Regions from separate parts of the Anas platyrhynchos genome. Here region 1 is linked to region 2. Evidence: chromatin contacts called from public Hi-C data. All regions are on one chromosome and are shown on one strand. Each heading gives the region's core, a stretch centred on a gene start, on an enhancer-like site or on the middle of the called end of the contact. The rest is flanking DNA. Distances are from core to core; before and after follow the strand shown.

What was found. A called contact is a pair of places that touch in the nucleus more often than the background predicts.
Region 1: a Hi-C map of liver shows a contact between it and region 2, with 2.4 times the contacts expected there. The contact joins two enhancer-like sites. A contact is called at or near these places in 2 of 8 Hi-C or Micro-C datasets (liver and skeletal muscle).

Annotation. Positions count from the first base shown.
Region 1 is chr1:92,410,217-92,414,674 of IASCAAS_PekinDuck_T2T, reverse strand. It overlaps CIP2A (cellular inhibitor of PP2A), which reads left to right. Exons shown (of 21, transcript XM_027449462.3): 14 at 62-254; 15 at 2,088-2,162; 16 at 2,246-2,356; 17 at 2,635-2,831; 18 at 4,327-4,440. Among named protein-coding and RNA genes, the nearest start is that of CIP2A, 19 kb to the left of the region's middle. Within about 2 kb of position 1,259, at least 3 of the 8 cell types and tissues checked have an H3K27ac peak or open chromatin away from gene starts, as enhancers often do.
Region 2 is chr1:92,370,279-92,374,293 of IASCAAS_PekinDuck_T2T, reverse strand. LOC101802274 (myosin-7) reads left to right here. Exons shown (of 43, transcript XM_027449464.3): 9 at 375-467; 10 at 1,460-1,523; 11 at 1,650-1,748. Among named protein-coding and RNA genes, the nearest start is that of CIP2A, 60 kb to the left of the region's middle. Within about 2 kb of position 1,288, at least 3 of the 8 cell types and tissues checked have an H3K27ac peak or open chromatin away from gene starts, as enhancers often do.

The DNA of each region.
Region 1 (4,458 bases), core at 10-2,509, 40 kb before region 2:
TCAGTCCTTGCAGCAGTACTTGTAGCAGCTTGTTTCATTAATATCATTTATGTTTATACAGACTCGGTGAAAGTATTGCTGCAAATAATGCTTACAGACAGCAAGAAACAGAGCACGCATCAAAAAGAATCCAAATGCAGTCACCCGTGACCAGCGTTACACCGAGAAGTTCTTTGTCTTGTTCTAAAGGTGATGATGAATCCACGACTTCAAATATTCAGGAATTAATTCAGAAACTTCATTCGGGACTAGAGGTTAGTAAAATTTGCGTACTTTTCCTAAATAATTGACTTTTTCAATTACTAAGGAAAAATAAAAACCTTAACCTCCATGTGTCAGGTTACAGTGCTTGTATCAGCTGAGCTCAATTTACTTTCCTACCTTGTAAAAATCTGCTCCTTTTACTGAGTTCCTGAGTGAAATTCAATGATGATGCTTTGAGCAGTATCAGAAGCTGGGCTGCTTGTTTAAATCCATTCTTCTGGTTCGGTTTCCCATGCTCTTCCCTCTGTCAGAGGTGGACACAGATCTCAGATATAGTTGTGAATTACTAGACTTGCTGAGACGTACAAGGAGCTGCCTTACCCGGAGTTTCCTTACCCCTTTATAAGAAGTAACCTGTGATGAAATAAAGATGATTATGTTGCTTTATAAGAATATGGTGCGTGTCTTGTACGTCTAAACAGGCACACAAGCATTTACATTTTCTTGCCTGTAGCTGTATCTTGAGCATTTCAAGTTGAATTTTTGTGGCCTCCTTGGAAAGGCAGCATTATTACTTCAGAAGGAAGCTTTTTACTTCTGTGCAGCAGCGTGCATTGTAAAGGAGACACTCAAACAGGCACCATGTATGGTGCACATCTTTGGGTATATACTGAACGTATTTCCTTTTTCTCTTTTCTGTTCAATGCAAGGTAGTAGTTGTTCTGTAGCCACTTTAGACTGAGTGAAGGATTGTTGCCTATGTTTTCCTTTGACTCAAAAGAACAGTATGCAAACAGCAAAAAACTGAACAGAATGTGCCTGATAATGGCTCGCCAGCTGTATTAGTGGCATTGCCTCCAGCCTTAGCTTTGCAACCCTCCTCTCTGTCACAACTGAAAAGAATAAAATTCAGCAAGCCACCAATCAGCTGCTGGAATAATATTGTATGAAAAAAAAGTCAAGTGACACTTCATTGGTTTCATTCTTACTCTGCCACTGGATATTCCTGTTGATCATCCTCTTCAGGACTGCATGTGACGGTCTGTGAGTGTGCTGCTGAGTATCTAGTAATGTAAGTCAGAGCAGCAGCAGTGCCTAACAGCACTAGTGTAGCAGCTTCCAGTAATGTGACAGTTGGTGCAGCTCTGATTTTTGAGGGAGGGAAAACATTACTAATATTCAGTGAATCTTTTGTTAGACCTTCTAGTAAGTAGAATTTTCCTTTAAAAGTGCATTAGTTAAAAATCTGTATACACAATCGCCTAAAACACCTGGTAGTTCATCTCTGTGTGTTCCGTATGTTGTGTGAAGCTCAACTGTGTGCGGAAACATTTTGAACACTTTTAATAGTACTGCTGTACAGAGAAAGCAAATGGAGCTTACAGAAGCTTTTCTTAGAGTTTGTGTCCTTCTAGATATTACTACAGCTTTGCAAGCAGGAAAAGGAACTACTGGTTTCCTGTTTTAAGGACAGGAAAGCAAGCTGGGAACTGGTGCTAGCTATGTGGGGGTTGTTAATATGCCAAAAAAAATGTATGTAATGGTTCAAAATGGTGCAGAGATTATACCTTTTTAGTAATTGTTTTTTGCACGAACAGCAGAAGGAACTTGCACTTAGTCATGCATCAGCATATATGAACACCTGTTCAAAATTGGCAGTATAGTAGCAGAACTGCCTAAGAAATGTATCCTAAAATCGTCAAGTAACATTCTTACTTGACTCAAACATAGTTTAATGAACAATTAAGATCTGTAGGGCCATATGTGCTTAGTAAACAGAAAAAGGAGAGAAAGCTCACAAAACTACCAAGCTCTTTTAGACACATTATCTGTTGAAGTAAATACAAATTTACAGTAGCAGTAATTGCAAAACATTTCCACAGATGAAGGAGCCAATCACTGATATGAGGATATCTGAACTAATGGATGTCTATGAACAGAAGCTGGCATCGTTAGCTGTGAGTACAACCTAATGTGTAGGGGTAAAATGCTGTCTGTAGATTCAGGGAATGTTAATACATGAATGTTCATCTTTGCACAGTCTAAAGAATCTAGGCTGCAAGACCTTTTGGAAGCAAAAGCTCAGGCTCTGGCTCAGGCTGATCGGCTGATGGCCCAGTACCGATGCCAGAGGGCCCAGGCTGAGTCCGAGGTGAGTAACAGGAGTCTCTGGGACTTTGGGGTGGGGTGGAGTAATAATTGTCTGGGCAGCTTTAACTGTATTTGCACATGCGGAAACTTTATCTTGCTTAGTTAACCTATGCTTACAAATGAGGACAGTATTAATTTTCATGATAACAATCCAGAAGAAAACAGGATGTTTCTTTGGACCAGTTTCTGTAATGTCTTTTAATATTCCTACTAAAACATGACTTATAAAACAGAATTGCTTGTAACTGCATTTTTTTTGGTGGGGTTTTCTCCTCAAAGGCAAGAACTCTTGCTGCAATGTTGAAGGATGCAGAACGAAAAAATGAAGAACTTAATGCTTTGCTGAAAGCTCAGCAGATAGAATCTGAAAAGGCACAGACTGATATCGAGCAGCTTTTTCAACACAACAGGAAACTGCAAACAGTTGCTGAGGAACATGAAATACTGAAAAAATCTTCTGTTGATCTTCTTCAGAGGTAAGATGCTTAGGATTTCTAAGCAAATACTTCATAGTCAATCGATGTGACAAAACCCTGTTCTGGGTTAGCTAAGCATGTTAGAAGGGCAACATTACATGATACTTCATGGTTTTAAGTAAAAAGTACTTTTCTCTTTGTATGCCCGCAGATCAGGTTACAGTATGTCATTCAAGAAGTTAATATGCTAAACGGAGTGAGAAGTGAAAACGTAGTTGTTGAAGGCCCCAGCTCAGGAAATGGTGGGAAACTTTGGGCATTGTCGTCTAAAACAAACTGACAATGCTTAATTTGTGACGGTGTTACACCATACTCTCAGCTTCTTTCTTTGATCTTATATACTGTCTATTTTGAGCTTGCATCTTTGATCACTTGTGTAGCAAATAACTGAAATGAGGTTAAAGCAATGTAGAGAGAGAGGCAGTACCTTGTGTGTTCCAAATTATTTACAGACATTATTCCTTTAGGCTCTTAAGGCTGAAATAAAACCAAAAACCACATAGGACACGTGAGAGAAAAAGTACATAGGGATAGAAATTAGTTATGGAAGAAAACAAATGTGCTTTGGAAGAATAAAGGCTTAAAATACTCATGGTGTTACAAACTCACATGCATCAGTTTTGTCACTAGGTGTCAGCAAGGCAAAGAAGCTGATAAAATTGAGAGCAAGTTGGTTGTTTAATAACAGACTCAGAAGTTATATCAGAAATTTTGAAGGTATATCGCCGCCAATAAGGGAAGTAATTGAAGGAGGAAAAATGTACACGATTTCTCAATTATGACTTTCCTTGAGTAAACATCTGTGGCCAGTGTGGAAGTACCTACTTTTTTGCTTGAGTTGTATGTAGCTATATCCTTTATGAGTGTGCATTTGACTAATCTGTGTAGAATAAAGCATCTTCAGTCTGTTATGTAACAGCTATAAATTCCCCAAAGTAGGAATAAAATAACTTACTGATTGTTATACTGTTTTTATAAAGTAAAAAACATACTTTCTAAACCATCTGTAGACTTTAAATGCTGTTCCTTAAAAATAATGAGATAACTACCATAGGGGGTGAGAATTTTCTTTTTGGTAGGAGAGCAGAGCAATTTGCTTCAAATGTGAGATCTGCTTCAAACTGTTATTAATTACACTTTGCACTGTCTCCATTATTTTCATTTTTCAGTATCGCTGTATAGCAGGAGGTCATAAACTGTCTCAAAGGGTCCCTTCAAAGATGACTGGAAAAACCTTATTTATAACAGTTTATGTATGTCAGATACCTAAACACAGATATCTGGTGTTTTGTCAGTCACTAAGAGTTTTCTGCTGGAGAGAGGTTCGTTAATAATTAGGGAAACTTGTTTTTTCACGTATGGTCCTTTAAAATACGTATCTTCCAGCTTGTGTGGGATGATGGCACAGATGTCAAGTTTTTTGACAAACTATTAAAGTAAAAGCTCTTCAAAAGCATTTATCCTCTTCAACCATAATCCTCTAATTTATTTGTAGGTATGAAACAACTGAAAGACAACATAAAGATCTACAGATTACATGCAATTCCCTAAATAAAGAAATTGAAGCAATGAAAAAACTAAATGAATCACTCAAGCAGCAGAATGACAGGTAAGTTTGATTCAGTCC
Region 2 (4,015 bases), core at 39-2,538:
TTAATGCATTTCACTGCAGTGCTTGTCACTGTCTTCAGTAGCCCCTCTCCTACACATATGCACTTGGATGTCCCCAGCGACTTCTCAATACACGGAAAGATATGGTGATTTCATCTGCATGCAGATGGCATACATTGTCAAATCTACAAAGCAAAACAGCAGAGAGCCACTGAACATTTGAGGCATTTTAAGCATTCCTAGTTGGCTGCCAATTCTGCTGTTAAACCACTCCATGCTGTGCCAACCCTCGGGTGGAGCTAAGCTGTTTTCCTTGGGAGGCTTCTCTCTATGAGTGAACGCATGCCTGAGTTAGAGTTACCGTATGAGTTTGTGGCCTGTAGGTTTCTCAATAGTATTGCAACCTTGATTTCTAGGGAACCTTGGAGGATCAAATCATTCAAGCAAACCCAGCTCTAGAAGCTTTTGGAAATGCCAAAACCCTGAGAAATGACAACTCGTCACGTTTTGTAAGTCTGTAATGCAGCATAATAATATCGTCATTAACAATGCCACTTGGTAACATCTCTGTAATAATTATTTCATAAATTGCTTCTCATTTTGTCCACTAAAATGGTTGGGCTTCTTCACAAGGAAGGAATAACAAAGTAGGATCTGTCTAGGAAAAACTATTGGAGGGATTAACGAGGAAAAAAGAGAGATTGATCCACCTTGAATAGTTGTTTAAACAATTCCATGAGCAGAAACCAAGAAAAGCCTCGCTTTATGAAGCCCTTCACATCACAGAATTTTAAACAGCAATGGCAGATTCTCCCCAAGACTGCTTCTGCTGCATAGCCTTATTGTCCTACCGTTTTCCACCAGCCCAAGTCATCCACCCTCTCTACAATACCTCTACTTTGTCATGTGTCAGAGATGTACCACAATCCCTGCTCCCTCCCACATCTTCTCCTTCTGCAGACCCATACAGAGAGCAGTTCTGCTTTGACCCATGCCATCTACTTTTTTTTTGTTTGTCTCAATAAACTGTCCCTGCTTGTTTCTCTTGTTTCTTAGTGCTGTCATGAGCTTGGGCCTCTCTCTCTGTTTTCATTAGACCTGTAAATTATAAGTCAGGACTACAAATGAGAGGGAGTCACTACACACATGCATGGACACAGACATCTGTGTCTCATGTTCAGGTTTATTGGATTATTACTTTGAGTCCCACATTCCTGTAAAGCTGTAACATGAAACTGGAAGCCACATGCTTTCCCATATCTCAGCCTGGTATAATAGTACACGGTTATCCTTTCCCCACAAGCTGATTAAAGAGCTGTAGATACAGACTCGGGCTGCTTAAGAAACTGTTATATCATTGTTTGGTATTTCTCATTGAAAATGACCCTGTGCAAAGCCAAGTAGTTACAATAAACTGATTCTTTGAACCAAATGATCACCTTCAAGTTTTCCTCTCTGTATACTGTATGCACTAATTAGAATATTTTTCTCTGGGGTTTAGGGTAAATTTATCCGAATCCACTTTGGAACCACAGGCAAACTGTCATCTGCTGATATTGAGATTTGTAAGCAGCAAATTCTTTTTTTTCTCTCTTTTTTTTTTTTTTTTCTTTTTAAAGTAATTAAAAGTACAATTCCTCATCTGAAAGCTTGGAGAACCTTACTCACTGAATTTTTCTTTGTGAAACCAGATTTACTGGAGAAATCCCGAGTGATTTTCCAGCAACCAGGTGAAAGAGACTATCACATCTTCTACCAAATCCTGTCAGGAAAGAAACCAGAGTTACTAGGTAAGTGTTTAATGGATACGCAGCCTTTAAGAACCAGCCTTTCTCTGAAGCAGCTTAAGAGGGGGTAGGGAGCAAAGATGTGTTCAGAAAGTCTCTTTCACTGATGCAAGTACCCAATAAAGTGATGTGATTTAAGGTATTAGAATAAGGGAATTAGGTTTGGATGTGACTTCTAAAATGTAGCATTATAAAGCCAAAAACCGTCATATTGAATCTGTGTAATTCAAGCTCTCAAAACATCTGGAAAAAAATCTATGCCTTTAAAAGCATTTATGGCAATAAAACTTTGATCATGATTTTTGTTTTTTTCTGTGTGTGTGTGAGGAGATTTGCTTATATATCCATGAAGAAAAACTATTTCCCTCTTCCTGTCCCAAATGGGCATAGTATCCTAGCACAACTCATAGAAAAGGAGAATATGCACGGCTGCTTGGCAATCTCCCCTGTCAAGTTTCCCCTGGCTGAAGGCAGTCCCATAGACTGCTGGAGAAGAGCAGAGAGCAGATGAGGTCTCCTTGCTCCTATCTCCTAATGCTTTAAATAGAGCCTTCACTAATCATTAAAGTGATGTGGCTAGCTGACTTTTGTTTGTCCTCTAAGAAACATATTCTATAAAACACGTTGAAGAGTCACTCTGTTGCTATGCTGAACTCCTGTTAAGCTGTAGCAATCATAATCTGTTTTGAAGTCTTATCCTGACAGTGTGTGGTCAAGTCCCTAACCCTCTTAACTTTTATGTGGTCTAATGACAATTATGGGAAAGATTTCAAGGAAGCATTGCACTGAGATTCCTCTGTGAATCCCTGTGCTGGGAAAATATGGTCCTTCTCATAAACTGTCTGTATATTCCACAAACAGCATTCACCTTTCTGGCCAGGAGGGGCATGTTTACAGGCTTTTAAAGAGTCTGAAACCAATGGTGGCTTTGCTTTGTAGACAAGAAATGTACATCTTTGTACATCAATACATAGTTCTCTAAATATAGATAAATATATGTGTTATGTGTATATTTATAAGTGATTGCGTAAAATAGTGACTACAGAGCAAAGTAACATGTAGACGTGGAGAATATGACTTTATATATACATAATAACAGATGAATAAAGAGAGAGAGATTTACACACACACTTAGATATGTACTTCTGCTCTACTCTGTACTGGTGAGACCTCACCTTGAGTACTGTGTGTGGTTTTGGGAGCCACAATATTAGAAGGACATAAAACTATTAGCATCCAAAGGAAGGTTACAAAGACGGTGAAGGGTCTAGAGGGCAAGACAGTATGAGGAGTAGCTGAGGGCCCTTGGTTTGCTTAGCCCCGAGCAGAGCAGGCTAAGGGGAGGCCTCATGGCAGCCTGCAGCTCCCTCAGGAGGGGAGCGGAGGGGCAGGCGCTGAGCTCTGCTCTCTGGGGACAGCGACAGGATCCGAGGGAACGGCATGGAGCTGGGACAGGGGAGGGTCAGGCTGGGGGTTAGGGAAAGGGTCTGCACCCAGAGGGTGCTCAGGCGCTGGGACAGGCTCCCAGGGCAGTGGTCACGGCACTGAGCCTGACAGAGTTCAGCGCTTTGGACAACACTTTGAGACACAAACTCTGATTTTGGGGTGGTCCTGTGTGGAGCCAGGAGTTGGACCTGATGATCCTTGTGGGTCCCTTCCAACTCAGGCTATTCTGTGTGTGTGTGTGTGTGTGTGTGTGTGTGTGTAAATAAAACATTGACATCTAGCTTGGTCAAAGCTTGGTCTGCTGAATCCAGGTGAAACTTTCTGTGAATTCAAGGAAGCAAGACTCTCTGTGAAGTATTGCAGCCTTCTAGCTTTCTAGAAAATAACTCTGTAACTTTGACTTTTGATGTGAGGAGAAAGGAAAGAGGAGAGAAATAAAAAGCTGTGTTTAGACTTTTGTTCATTAAGATATAAGAGACTTTTCCAAAGAATTCTGAAACTCATTTTTTTCAGGTCTGTCATAAAAGAGGGAATCATCCCAGTTGTCCCTATCTTGAATCCTACTAAAATATTTTTTTTTCTGTAACTAGATAGTGTTCTTACCCCCTACAGTCATGCAAAGCAGAAAGTAAGGCTATATAGGAAATGATGACCTCAGTATAATGCAAAACATGTTTAATAGAAGTGTGTGCATATTATTCATATTATTTTTATTTACTCTTTCTCTAAATCTTGGTCTTCAGACTGGAACAATAAAATGAAAGAGTTGGTTGCTGCCCTGCACTTGAAACATATTGTACACATGTTTGTGTAAAGACAAATGT